Regions from separate parts of the Arabidopsis thaliana genome. Here region 2 is linked to region 1. Evidence: chromatin contacts called from public capture Hi-C data. All regions are on one chromosome and are shown on one strand. The core of a region is the stretch at or near the end of the contact, and the rest is flanking DNA. Distances in the headings are between cores, read along the strand shown. Region 1 holds the start of AT2G44940 (Integrase-type DNA-binding superfamily protein). Region 2 holds the start of AT2G44770 (ELMO/CED-12 family protein).

Region 1 (7,750 bases), core at 3,369-5,868:
GAAAAATAGGAGAAAAGAAAAAAAAAAAAAAAGTGGATCATAATCAAATTTTGTCTCTTTAAAGATGCAATTTAATATGACAAATAAAATTATGGAGACAAAGACAATTCGTAGGGCAGCCACTAATAGATATATAAATGATGTGATGTAGACCTATTTCGCTCTTAATTTTGTTCTTCCTCTACATTATACATACCTTTTCCCTTGCATGACTGGATTTGTTTATAAATATAAATCTTAATTTAGTTTTCACTATGACAAAAAGGTATTCATGAAAGGTCTTAATCTCTGTTTTTTATTTTTGTAACTATTTTTTTTTATATTTGAAAATATTGATGTCGATTACCAACGTTAGTATAAGGTTTCTGGTTTTAAATTCAAAATAAATTGGTAATAAACATTTGTGTTGTAATAAATACTCCAAATCTATGTAATCCAACGGTTTCGGGATTAGATCAAATGTTAAAATATCCAACGTGAAAGAAACCTTTAGTAATCATCAATTTATTACTAATGTGCATGTGTAACGTATTAAAAACTTTTGGAGACTATTTTCTTATCATTCAATTATATTAAAAGAAAAGTCGTTTACATTACTAATTTGTTTATGTATTTTATATAAAAAGGAAAAGAACAAAAAAAATTGCATTTGAAACACCGAGTCCTGCAGTTTAATAAAAGAAGAAGAAACAGAGAGTCCTTAGTTTTATATAGAACACAGAAATTTCAATACATGTTTTCATAAATATTTTGAAATTATAATGGGTCTTAATATATATTAATTACAATCGTGTTATTATTATAACTAGAATGATATTCAGTCGGACCAAAAGCAAGATTTGGAGGATCTGAATTGGTGTGGCCCAAAGGGATGTTACCACTCAACGAACTTCCACAATTACCAAAAAAACTATAATAGGTACGTTTATGATTTCAAAGAAAAATACCACAAAGAAAAAAACATTTTCTTGGATTACTATCCTGTTTTTAGCTGAAAAACTTTGTCATCATCAAACGTTTTATAAAAGTATCATGGCTTTTTGCAAAGATATTTCAGTAAATAACTTCATTATTATTTTGTTGGTTTTCATTTTCATATAACAATATACTTAAAAAAAATGTGAATTTGAACTTTGAAATACAAACAAGACATTTTTGATAATTTCTATTTTAAAATCAGATTCTCGCTAATTTTATTGTCTCAACTTTGTATTGCAAAATTCATCTAAATCAATGAAGACAGAGTTTATAAAAAACATTATTGCTAAATTCTGCGAGAGTTCCTCGCACTCAAAGGGGAACAGGTAAACTAAGTTGCACTATCAAACAACACAAAGTAGTAGCTCAATACTAGTAGTAGCTGTTATAAAATAAAACCAAGCTGGATCTATGAGAAAAGCAATACGTCTCTCATGACTCTTGCCCATCGCCTACTAGCTAATGGAAAATTTTCCAATTTATATTTTATTTTAATTTAATACGATTACCTCTTTTTGAGGGAAACATAGAATTGAATGAACAAAAGAGTGAGAGGGAACATCATATTTAAGTTTCTGAACCGCTTCTCCCTTACCCCTTTTATACGTATCGATGCATTATATGCATATTTGTACTTTGATTTATGTCTACGTATCGATGCATTATATGCTAGTATATTATTCACACTGCGATATATCAATGTATATATAGTTTATATATGAAGAAATACAGAATCCATTTTTTCCACGAAATAGAAGGAATTTAGAATGATGAATTAGGACCACTTTTTTCCCCTTACCGTATGGTTACATTCACAGATTTTTTCTTTTCCTTTTTACCTTTTAGCATAATATGTGACTGTCAATATCTTTAAAAGTTCTATCAAAAAACATCCTTATATACAACGTCGTTGAGATCTGATCTCCACCGTTGATCACACTAGTATTAACCAGATGGCGACATTTGATTGGTTCTTTCTTTACTACCAGTTTTGGTTGCATGCTGACACCGTATTAACTCTTCGCCGATCGATGATATGAATAATGTAACATGAAGATTAGAGGAATTTTCTCATTCTATTTGTGTTTTCCTTTTAACTAATTGTTTTTTTCTTTGTTGAAAAAATAAAAATAGTGGTTCTCCTTTTCTTTAAGTCTTTGATATTTTATTTTTGTACGATTAAAAACGAGTGGCATGTGCGCCATGTGTGCCCATTGACTTATATAAAATTATTAAATCTCACATCAATCATCGTATATCGCTCGCAGATTTTTCCCACAATCTCTGCTCTCTCTTTCTTGGTTTTTTAGACTTTTATTTTGTATCTATCTGTATGATTCTAACTTAAAATTGTGTATATATACACGAAAACTTGTTTTTAATCTATCAAACTCAATCACAGTTGTTTAACAAATAGAAAAAGCTCAATCAGCTACGTTGTGTTTTAATTTATTTCAAACCTACCGTCGTATATTTTCAAACTATATATTGCAGAGATATACCGAAATTATTCCTAATTTATTTCCAAAATACACCTACCATATATAACTCTTACTACTTGAGTTCATACTTAGCGATAGTTTGAATTCCTAATTGTTCTCTTACCAATATTCTCTAATGATCAAAACACACACACATGTTATCACCACTCAAAGAAACTAGTCGTTATGATATAAAAGTCGGTCTCCGTTTTGAATATGGAAACTCGCATATCAGAATTTTCCAGCTACTACCCAAAATGCTAGGATCAATTACGAATATTAAAATATAAATCATTGACAAATATAAGTATTCTGTTTTTTCGACGAAAACCAACTTGTGTCAATTTCTAATATATTTTGACGTTTTATGATTGAAATATAAAAACGTTATTCACCTGTACAATTGTCATCATTTTCATTATTCTACTACTATTATGTACCTACCATATAAAAACGTTTTTGAACTGTATACCATTTTCATCATTTCATGATTTTACCACAATGTACCATCATCGCAGCTATCAGTCTATCACACCGTGATGTCAATTATAATCACGAAGGATGAATGACAATATCATATAAAATATAATTGGACTATATAATAAAACAAATGAGAACCTGCAGATCAGTGTGACTAATGGGGTCAATATTCCTCAATCAACTAAAAAGATTCTAAATGAACAATAGCCACACTTTCCTGAAGTGGACAGTACTAAGCTACTAGCTCGATTTATTTCACAACTATGAGCATATATAGAGAATCTGTGCCTGCATGTGTATATGTACATATACTGTACACATAATTACATATACGTGTTAATAATGTCGTTCATTAATTGTTCAATGAATTCTTTTATAATAACAACTGGGGGAAATAATTAAATGGAAGGAGTATTTTCTATTTATTGTGGTGGCCAATGGCCATATATACAATAAATATCAAGTAAAGTGGTTTCCTAATTAATTATAATGGCGCCGAATCGAATATGACGTACTAACAGTCTTACACAGATACAATAACATATATATAGTTACGTTCTATACATATTCCTTCACATAAATTTGATATGGTACGTGTACGTTTTATATTAAATACCTAGACCCATTCGTATTAATTAAAATCTAATGACGTGGACAGCCATCTCAATTATGCTTTCATGCCTTTATTTTTCCTCTCGAGAAGGAAACAAAAAGCTTAATGACATTTAATTATGAAATTAATTAATTGAAAGAGATGGCTTAATGCTTTGGTCAAGGAGGCTAGGTGTGAATCTTGTGTTTCTTTATTTTATTACTCCTAGTGTATACTCGACTTATTTACGGCACGTGTAAACAAATACCTCGAGCCGACATGTAATTTGATTATTTGGACATAATTAGTTACTGTCGTAAGTCGTTAACTAGGTTATTTACTCGAAAAAAGTGACGTTCTTTTAATTTAGAAAACAAAAACTCTGACAAGTCTTTTAATAGACCCCAATAATATAGGGTTTTGGGGTTGGGGTTTGATAATGTTCTTTCAAATTTAAATTAATTATTTTAAAATCGCCCATTATCGTTTAACCTTTTTTAATTACGTATAGTATATAGATTAATATATACTTAAAATTTTTAGTCTGATAATGAAAATTCCGAAACAACATTTGTGTATGGGTTCTATCCGAGTCTTGGCATTGTATTCGTACTCTATTTCTTAATTTAACCAATCTAACATATTTACGAAAAAGAAAAAACTCTACGAGAAATAGAAATTAGAATAGATGCTAAATTTTTATAAATGACGACGTGACACTAACTCCAATTTTGTTTGGACGAATAAAAGTAGAAGATGGGAAATTCATGTGTTAAGAGGTGACGCACATGCACGAGGGTCGGGCCATATTAGACTAAAAGTAAAAAAAAAAAAAGTTTAAACGACTTGCCATGCAATTAATTTTTGTTCTTTTTTCCCTCAATAAAATACATAATATTTTTCCTTTTAATAACAAAATTGTTGTGTATGTACATAATAAATAAAACCATGTTGTTTCAATTTATTTTCACATGGAACAAAACTGGTTCGCTGAAACTGTGAATCTCAATAATATCTTTTTTGTTCTATGGACCCCATTCCATACTGCCTCCTTCGTTTTATTATAAAGAAAAAACATTATATTTTTTTCCATATAATATGAAAAAGCCAAAGAAAAAAAAAAGATTGTGGAGGAATATTAATACAGCCCACTTCACATCTATTTTTGTGCAACCATCTCTCTAAAGCTTCTTCTCTCATAACAATGGCAAGACAAATCAACATAGAGAGTAGTGTTTCTCAAGTTACCTTTATCTCCTCCGCCATCCCCGCCGTATCTTCCTCCTCCTCCATCACCGCTTCCGCCTCATTGTCCTCTTCACCTACTACATCTTCCTCTTCTTCGTCATCAACAAATTCTAACTTCATTGAGGAAGACAACTCTAAAAGAAAAGCATCTCGAAGATCATTGTCATCGTTAGTCTCCGTTGAAGACGATGATGATCAAAACGGTGGAGGTGGGAAACGGCGAAAGACCAACGGTGGAGATAAACATCCGACGTATAGAGGAGTGAGGATGAGGAGTTGGGGAAAATGGGTGTCGGAGATTAGAGAGCCGAGAAAGAAATCAAGAATCTGGCTCGGGACTTATCCAACGGCTGAGATGGCAGCTCGAGCTCATGACGTAGCGGCTTTAGCCATTAAAGGTACAACGGCTTACCTCAATTTTCCCAAGTTAGCCGGCGAGCTTCCTCGTCCAGTCACAAATTCTCCTAAAGACATTCAAGCCGCCGCCTCTTTAGCGGCCGTTAACTGGCAAGATTCGGTCAACGATGTGAGTAATTCTGAAGTGGCTGAAATAGTTGAAGCCGAGCCGAGTCGAGCCGTGGTGGCTCAGTTGTTTTCTTCGGACACAAGCACGACGACGACGACTCAGAGTCAAGAGTATTCGGAAGCTTCGTGTGCTTCGACTTCGGCGTGTACGGACAAAGACAGTGAGGAAGAGAAGCTGTTTGATTTGCCGGATTTGTTTACCGATGAGAATGAGATGATGATACGAAACGATGCGTTTTGCTACTACTCGTCCACGTGGCAGCTTTGTGGAGCCGATGCTGGGTTTCGGCTTGAAGAGCCGTTTTTTCTATCTGAATGACTAAAGTACCCCTCTCGAGAGAGCTCTCACTAACACTTTATTAGTTTGCCATTTACTTCTTCTTCATTTTCTCTATTTACGTTTGATATTTTTTTTTCTTTCCAACTTGAGTGATATTGATTTTTTGTAAAGAAACAATTTCTTTTTTTTTTCCTAGCAAAATCGTGTTTGTGTAATATAAATGTGGTGATAACATGTTGAAATATTGCAGAATAATATAATGTAGCCTTACAAAAATCGTTTGAGAGTATTTTTTAGACCCTATTATTGTTAGAATTCAATATGATTTATTCACAAACATTCTCATTTATCAAATACTTATTCTGTCAATATCAATACATTTTAGCCTAGTTAATCAGTAATAAAAATAACATATACTCCCTCTATTTTTTTTTTTTTGATTGTTTAGAAAAAAAAATTGTTTCTAAAAGATTGATTTTTTAAGTTTTCCATATAATATTTATTGGTTAGTATTGATAAATTGTAATTTTCAAGAAAAATAGTTAATTATCATTGGTTTAAAGTTATAGAAAACTGTAAAACACTAAAAATAATACATTTATAATCAACATTTAATATCTTTTCTTAATATATGTGTTTTTTCTAAACAATCAAATAAAAAGGTACAAATGGAGTACATATTAGTGATTTAGTACATCCTTTTCTTCAAACTAGTTCTATCTAGTTACCGGCAACCGCAATTACTAAGGATTTTGCTCTCTCTCTCTCAAGTCCATTTATCGATTACTATTTGAATTAGTAAAATTTGCATTTTAAATGTATTTCACTTGTTGACAAAGATCGTTATATTGTTCGCTTAGTACATACTTAATTATTACCAACATTAACTAAGATGCATATTTGTAAAGAGCATCATTAATTAACGCAGTCACACGTAATCCACGTTCTTGGGCTAGTTTTATAACTACCTTTTCCTTTTCGGATTAATATGTCATATATAGTGTATGAGTTTTGATGAGATGATGATTGTGAAAATTGACAGTGAAGAAGACAAACTTTTGATAAATTATTTAATTGTTATATATAAAACAAATCAAACTTAGGTGTTGGAAAATAACATGAGTCACATGGTGATGATGTCTTTGGTTCTTTTATCTACAACTTTAACATTTTTTGTTGTTAATTTTAGTGTTTTAATAGTGTTTTTTAACTTTGTTTGTTTGTCCACTTCTTTAATATATGTCAAAAGTGAAAGGATATAAAACTGTAATAAGGTGATTGCTTTTGGCCAACACCTTACTTTGTTCACCACTATGAGGCAATTTAAGACTGTTATTGATTCCCAAACATATTGGACCCTTAGATTTGAGAGTGACAAATAACTTTGTTATATATAAAACTAATTTTATTTAATAATTCTTTTTTTTGTCATAAGACTCATAACATACAACAACAGTAAATGGCAAAATAGGTGAAAACCCACTACATGAAACGATTTGCTCACACATAGGTTAGTACTAAACAAACAAAAAATAAACGAATCAAACTCATTATACAATACACATCTTTCAAAAATAGATTTATCGTCCACAACAAAATTCGTATTATACTCATATATCAAGTGTTTCATTCGATGGTTAAGTTTAGTTTTGAGATTGGAACTCGACCTTTATATCGAAGGGAGAAAAAGGTTAGGTTTATAATTGCCCTTGAAAATTTGTAATACTCGAATATACATGTACTATATATGTTGATTTGGTGAGACGTAGGGATAGTTGAAGACAGGTCATTAAATAGAAACATAGTGGGTGTACGAGTGAGCTCACTATCATTATCTCAAAACATGGTAATAATAATTAATTGATGGGTTAATTTTCTATTTTCTCATGATTTTAAGCTTTGAATGTATGTAGACAATTTAAGTCTCCAATTTATAGCAGCCTATGATCAATTACTTTATTTATATCGCGTTCTGTATACAACGTTAGGTACGTTCATACGTATCCTCCACAATTCCTAATCGACCATTTGTGTTTCTTTTTTGGAAACTTCTGAGTGTTATTGAAATGGGATTATATACTATATATATATATATATAATATTCCTACCTGACATGCATTTAAAAAAAAAAAAGATAACAATGACTTGAATTTCTTTTTTGCAACT
Region 2 (7,750 bases), core at 1,412-3,911, 80 kb before region 1:
GGAGATAACAGAGCATTATGAAATCCAAAGCATATATTGTGGTTGTGACATGAAAGTGGAGAAGAAGAAGTGAAGCTTTTACAGAGATGAAGAAATGGTGATTGCATCGTTTTCTGAAGAATCATAGAGAAGATGATGATGAGAAGAACTAAGCAAAGTGACTCGCAAGATGGCGTTGAAACATAGAATGATAACTAAATGGGCCGTTAATACAATCTTAGGCCCATAATTATCAATATTTAAGAAGTATATAGTAGACCGTTAATACAGGCTTAGGCCCATAACATTCAATATTTTGGGCTCAACTGTCTAAATGTATGAATTATGATCCTAGATGGGAAATATGAGTTTGTTCAAAAAAGAATCAGTATAGCATCTTCTTTACTTTTCTTTTTCGTAGTTTTTTTGGGAAGTGAACTTGTGATTGGTAGGAAGGTTACTGGTGATCGACGTTTCCTTTAAGGCCGACAAAGTTAATGGACCACGGGGAGTTTTATAAAGGAGGTTTTCTTTCTTTCTTTCTTTAGCTTAAAAAGGTGTAATGATGACTTTTTCAATCTCAATTTTAAAAACTTTTTGGTGTATTAATATTGATTCATATACGTGCAATCTGGAGATCAAGACATTGAATACTAACACCAAGACGAATTTTTCGGATTGATGGTTTTTGAGTTTTCAAAATAAGTATGTTGGAATGGTGCATTGGCGAATGAAGCATTGACCAGACAAAGGTCATTGGAAAGTAGTTTTTTTTTTTTTTTTTGCGTAAAGCTAAAGGAAGGTAATAAAATACAGTACATGAAAACGAAATAAGTAGTGATATTAAATACTTTAGTTGACAAAATTGACAGCGGAAAAAACATTACATGAAGGCCATAAACTAAGAGCTTTGACCAAATCTGAAGGTAAATCAGGTTTCAGAATCAGAAGAGGATATCTATTCCAACTGGTGCAACGGTAGTTGTACCTGTTGTGTCACTATTGCTTCATAGTTTCGTATTTATTTATTGTTTCTATGATGCTGATATTTGATAATATATAGAGATATATTGTGTTTGCGTTAATTGGTTTGGTCAGTCGACAACCCAAGATTTACTTGTTTGTTATTCGTTCATCAACAATCTTATAGTTTTCTCTGTCAAATATTCTCTTTAAGTAATTTTTTAATTAGGAAGTTTAGGGATTTTTTATAGGTCATAGGTGTAGGTTAAATTAGGTTTGACAATGTATAAGGTGACTCTATAAAATATTATAAGTTTTTCTAAATGAATATATCATTAGTTGGATTACCAATTTGAATATTTTTATGAGATTTTGATTAAGTACTTGAAGTGTTACGTGAAAATATATATAGTTCATGTTTTATCATGGCAATTTTTTTAATTATGACTAACCATTATATGAATGTTTTAAAGAATAATTCTCGTTTCTATTATAAATTTTGGTATGAAATCTCTATTTATAAAAATAATGTGTATGTTTATCAACAAAAAAGAAGAAGATATGTATATGTTTTCTTGATAATACCCGTACATAGAAAGGCTATTACTTTGACTTCAAGTAAAGGTGTAGCAATTATCTATGTTCTTGCTTTTTTCCAAGCATATAAGGATAATCGTTGGAATCTAGGAAAACTTTTAACGCAACTCAACTTCAGATAACAAACGTAAATTTTAACATGGTTAAATATTCGATCTAATTTGTATATATACTTAGCGACACCAGCTTTCACTTATATAAAATTCACGAATAAAATAGTTCATATGATGGTAGCTAAATTTTCAGTACTTTAGAAAATATGAAATGCAAGTGAAGTAGAATTCAGATAACCGGCCAATTGAATAGAAAATTTGATTTAGTTGGATAGAGGAAAAGAATGTTCTGAAAAAGAGTAATGATGTGCATGTGCTCGCGAAAGTTTCCATAGTGTTGATGGTAGCGACCAGTCTTGAGTTCCATTCACGCTAAATCACGTGGACTATAAAGATTACACGTACCATAACCATAAAGCTCTATAAAGATTGCAATTCAAAAAAAAAAAAAAAAAAAAAAGAATTGTAATAGGGGCTAGTTTCTGATTTTGCTTGCTGTAAATGTAACATTTCCTCAAGTTTTGACATAGTTTTTAAAAAACCTCCTTATAGGGACATGTCACATGTGTTGGATGATTGATTAACAATCCGGTGGACCAGAAAACAATGAGTAATTATACGGAGGCCGGCTTTAGTTAAACTTCACACATCAAAATATATGGCCCATCCCTCGCCTTTTGCAATTGTCGCCGACCGGCGCGTGACGATCTACAAAATTTCGATTTTAAACTCAGAAAAATACATAATACAATATACGTCAAAATTGCATCTACTTATTCTAATGGTAGTTGAAGGAAAAAAATCAGAACTCTATGACTTGTGTTATACCATATATTACGACAAAAAAAAAGGGATTAAAAAGTCGTTGACGTTTGACTTAAGTGCCAAATTAATTAACCAATGCTTAATGACCTAACCAAAGTCACTTTTTATTTTAGTCCGGTATGACTTGTGACGGCGACGCTGAAAACGATTGAAGTACACGCGCGGGGTCCTCCAGCCTAATTGCCACCTGTACACCAGCCCTGTCCGTCGTAACTATAAAAATCTCATTTTCCTTTTTTATTTTATTTCCAAACCTCCAAACAATTAAAGAAACGGCAAAAATTTATGCTGAAATCTTTTTTTCTTCCTTATTCTCCTCTTTCGCTTGATTTCGCCGTCCGATTATCTCTATCGCCGATAAATATCCGGCGTCACTCAGTAGATCTTGAAGCTGTTGCTTTCTTGCTTTGCTCTTCGCGCAAGATTCTCTTTCTCTGTTTTCATTGAGGATTCGAAGTTGATCGCTATTTGATTCGATTGGTTTTGAGTTTTCGATCCTCGACGGTGATTGAATTCTCCTCTTTACTTTATTTTTGGTTTTTGAAGCTCGCTGTATCAATCGTGACGTTTTTTGTGATTCGCATTGTGTCTGTAGTAGTTGATCAGGTTTCCGATTGGTTTCTTATTGATTTGATTTTAAAAATTCGATTGCTGATGAAATTATCTGGTTCTGCATTTGATTGTTCGCAGGATGGAGATTTTGAAGTGAATCGGAGGAGCGAATAAGAGAAAGTGAGAGATGGATGATAGAGAAGGCTCGTTCGTAGCTGTTAGGCGGATTTCTCAGGGTCTCGAACGAGGAAGCGTTTACAATTCATCATCTGGTATTTTCATCATCTCTTAGCGTTTCATTGAGAAAAGCGTTTCTGCTTCTCTTAGTATCTAAGCTTATCTCTCTACAATTGTGGTTGATGTTAAACCTTAGTATATGGCAGATTTCGTAGTATAGAGTTGTCTATAAGCTTTGTTTCTGTGTGGTTTTATAGAGTTTTATGGATTAGAGATTTAGACTAGTGTGCCTATGCGTACTATTCCTCTGTTGAAACCACTGTAGCTCCAATAACACTGGAGTTTATTTGTTTTGTTATAGCTGAGGCTGTGCCTGGATCAGCAGCTTGGTTAGGCCGAGGTCTTTCTTGTGTTTGTGCTCAGAGAAGAGATAGTGACGCAAATTCTACGTTTGATCTAACACCTGCTCAGGTACTTGACTTTCCACTGTTCGAGTTGGAAGTTTACATTTATTGTTCCCTACATTATAAATAACGTGTTTGTCCTCTTTAGATTAGCTGCCTTACTTCTAAGTGTATCCAGGTACCTAATTACTAATACCCTATTGTTGGAATTTGCAGGAGGAATGCTTGCAGAGTTTGCAGAACCGCATTGACGTAGCTTATGATAGCACAATACCCTTGCATCAGGTACACTTTTCTTGAGGGGTTTTAAGCTTTCAGAATTTCTCATAAACAAAATTGGACTTGAACCATCATTTGAAGATGGTAGAATATTGTATCTTTTCGTCCCGTGGCCTTTTTACTGTAAGCTAGCATCATAAATTCAAATGTACCAGCTTTGATGATTACTTTGTTACTTCGTCATATGCTCTTAGGAAGCTCTAAGGGAGCTGTGGAAACTTTCCTTTCCTGAAGAAGAGCTTCATGGATTAATATCTGAGCAGTGGAAAGAGATGGGTTGGCAGGGCAAAGATCCGTCAACAGATTTTAGGTATAACACGGACTTTCCTTATCATTTATGTTACAGGTATTTCTTGCATATGTTCTCTGACTTACAGTGCATCATCTGGCAGGGGTGGTGGTTTCATATCTCTTGAAAACTTGCTGTACTTTGCCAGGAACTTTCAGGTATACCTATACACTACATATACAAACATTTCATGAAAAGAATGAGCTGATTTTCCTTTATAAATTTCACTTTCCATGCATCATAAATTATCGATCAATCAGTTATTCATGAATTCACCTCTTATAGATCTTGCTGATCCACTTATGTCACTTAGTTTAAACGGCACATGTCTATATGCTGCAGAAATCCTTCCAGGACCTTCTGAGGAAACAGGTTGGGGATCGGTCTGTGTGGGAATACCCCTTTGCTGTCGCTGGTATCAACTTAACATTCATGCTCATCCAAATGCTTGACCTTGAAGCAGGTATACAGCCACATGAATTTACTTACCTACCATGATTCATGATTGTGATAGTTGCTATTGACATCTGGAGTCATAGGATTGGGAAGCACATAACTACTATAGAATCTTCTTGCATGCATTAGGCAGATGTCTCATATTGTTCATAGTCTGTCATTCTGATGTATATACTTTTAAAATGTACAGTGAAACCGCGAACAATTGTTGGGGCAACTTTTCTGAAATTTCTTTCTGGTAATCTCTCACACAATGCTGTGGTCTTATCATAATGAAAAGCCTTTTTCCACACATGGTGCTTCAATTAGATGTGGACACTGATTTAGATAAATGTATTGGGTATTTGTGTAAGCAGAGAACGAATCTGCATTTGACCTTCTTTATTGCATTGCATTCAAGCTAATGGATCAGCAATGGCTTTCAATGCGTGCCTCATACATGGAGTTTAACGTAAGTAATAGTCGTTACAAAGCATTGACATTAGTTTGGTCATTTACATACATACATGCGATGCTGATGCTTTGTCTTGGAATATATTGGATGACATAGACGGTGATGAAATCAACAAGGAGACAGCTGGAGAGAGAGCTGATGCTGGAAGACATAATGCATCTTGAGGACTTACCCTCCTACGCTCTTCTCAATCAATAGCCCTTATGATGATATTAAATAGTAAGAAGAGTTTCTAACCTCAGGATAACACAAGGTTGCTCTACTCTCTCTCTCTCTTCACTTTTCATCTTCAACGCTTTCGGTTCTACCTCTTCGTTGACCTTTTCTTGTGTTTGGTGGTTCTAAGAAACAACTTCAACACCGAGTTGTTACTTGTTATATTAAAACAAGAAAAAGAGTGTGAGAGAGACGGGGAGAGGTTGGGATAAATCTCAATTTGGTTGCAAGGAGTGTGTAGCTAAAATGGAATTGTTTTCTAACAACGTTCAGGTTTTTTAGTTACTGTGTGGGTGATTGATCTTATTGTGTGGGGATAATAATCATTTGGTGATGTCCACAAGTTCAAAAGCAGTCTCTGTTAAAGACTCTACACGAGGTTAAAACTTCATTTGTTTGTGTATTAAAAAAAAGAAGTTACTTTGATTGTTTATAGCTGTGAAAATTCTGCGTGAATAATAGAGACGGCCTTCACAAGCAGTCACGAGTTATTCTACAGCAACAAAATAATTATTAGATCTACAAAGCCCTACTACAATCAACACGCTTATACTATAGTCTAGATTCTTACACTCTGGCTAATTGTTAATTTGATGTATCAGAAAACTGATTAGCGCTCTCACTAATCTGTTATTAAATTCAGTTAAGCACAATAATCATGTCGAATACGAAGGGCTGATCAGTGGCTCACACATCAATTCACACACACCTTGATAATCCATACATTGCAAGCCAACACCAACGACATCCCGACCACCAGTCCACCACGTAGCTTATTACTATTAGTCCGCTTGATGCATCATTTGATGGCGTAGTTGACCCTGAATCAGCTTCGTGTGTTCCATCAGACGGCTGCGAGTCTGGGGTGGAGGAGAGAAAGGAGAGGCTACGACCGTAATGTCACCAAGACAGTGACCGGGTGTAGGACAGATGAAATAGTTTGGTCCTACTGTCGTCAGATCAACTTTGGTGTCTCCATCGGAATGGTTCTCTGTCGCGGATGAGCCGTCTCCATTCATATGTGGCTTTGTCAACCACATTCACATCCACCGTACTTGAACTCTGTTTCAAAGATTAACATTAGCCACTTACCTAAAACGAAACAGAGTTTTCTTGTACGATAAGTTATAATACCAACCCTGAAAGTCTTTCCCGCAACCCAATCTGTGTAGTCCACGCAATTGGCCCATTGATTAGCCTCTAATTAAGTCATAGAGACTGCAGGCCTGCAGATGGGCCTGGGTCGATAGCAATGAAGCCCATAACAAGGAAAAGACCATTCGTTGCCATCTTGAGGTTTAAACGTGGAGAGCTATTTTAAATTAAAGATGTGAAGAGGAGGAAATAATGGTAACGGTGATGGTTTATATAACAAAGAGGCATGAGAACGACTAATGAGAAATTAAGCTTAATTAAGGGAATGTCTGAAAAGTCCCCTCTTCTTAATTATTTTTGAGTTATGTCCGTAAAGGACACTCCTGATTAGGGTCAAATTCCATTGGCATTGCTCATGTGTTATTGACAAGGTACTCATGGTCATGGGTCAAATAAAAAGTCTTTGACAATACTATTTATAAGAAAATTAGAGAAACTTATCTTCATATTATCATATATAACTTAAGTTCTATCATATCTAAAGGGTAGTTAAGTTTGCGTCAATATAAGGTTTTGACTCTTATGGAGAGATGAGTTCGGTCCAGAATTCTTCAAATATATAACCAATCTAAATAAAAAATATAAGATAAGAGTTTTTAATTTAAAAGCTAGGTACAGCTAATCGAATACTACCTATCCCAAGTTGCATTTGTTTATGTGATCGTTTAAACCATAGCAACAACTAGAGTTTGAACACATTGCTAGAAATCATTTCTTTCAGGAATTGATCATATCTCTTAGTTGTTGTTGTACGTGATTCATTCTTGATAACATACTATATATGTAAAATACGAAGGGATGGTGTGGAAAACAACTGTACATGTGATTCCAAAACCGATAAATTAAAAACGAATATGAAGAAGAGAACAGATGATAATTACGAACGATGGAGTGGTTCCACATGAACGAAAATGAAAATTAATAGTATAATTTATTACAACAAGAGAATAAGTGAATGTGATGATGATGATGATAACGATAATCAAATGCCGAGATAATAAAAATCCTACGAATAATGAAGAGCTTCTGACGTGGCACACAAACCCAAATTCTCTTACAACCAAAAACCAAAATAATTTAAAAAGGCAAAAGCACTGACTCCACCCTGGCTCTCTAAACCAATTACATCCACAAACCATAACCCAAAACCATCGAGACTCCCACCAAAACGTAACTCATCACTCCCTTAGACGCACCACTTGCCTTTGGTGGAGGAGGAGGAGAAGTTGAACCTGCACCAGGTGTGGGTGTGGTGGGTGTGGGTGATCCGCCAGACGGAGGTGATTCCGGTGTGGTAGGAGTTCCCGGAGTTGAAGAAGGTGGCGTGGGAGTGGCCGGAGGTCCGGCAGAA

What was found. Capture Hi-C pulls out chosen DNA fragments and counts their contacts.
Region 2: a contact with region 1 is called in a capture Hi-C map of seedling, with 1.5 times the contacts expected there. The contact joins the promoter of AT2G44770 here to the promoter of AT2G44940 in region 1.

Annotation. Positions count from the first base shown.
Region 1 is chr2:18,532,559-18,540,308 of TAIR10.1, forward strand. It overlaps AT2G44940 (Integrase-type DNA-binding superfamily protein), which reads left to right and starts at 4,619. Exons shown (of 1, transcript NM_130059.4): 1 at 4,619-5,921. The coding sequence starts at 4,736. The coding sequence ends at 5,623.
Region 2 is chr2:18,454,661-18,462,410 of TAIR10.1, forward strand. AT2G44770 (ELMO/CED-12 family protein) reads left to right here and starts at 2,662. Exons shown (of 10, transcript NM_130042.1): 1 at 2,662-2,921; 2 at 3,108-3,241; 3 at 3,508-3,617; 4 at 3,767-3,835; 5 at 4,024-4,139; 6 at 4,222-4,276; 7 at 4,461-4,581; 8 at 4,765-4,812; 9 at 4,931-5,025; 10 at 5,125-5,723. The coding sequence starts at 3,157. The coding sequence ends at 5,226. It overlaps AT2G44760 (dihydroorotate dehydrogenase (DUF3598)), which reads right to left and starts at 270. Exons shown (of 5, transcript NM_130041.5): 1 at 1-270. The coding sequence starts at 125. It overlaps UCC2 (uclacyanin 2), which reads right to left. Exons shown (of 2, transcript NM_130043.3): 2 at 7,203-7,750. The coding sequence ends at 7,522. It also overlaps the pseudogene AT2G44780.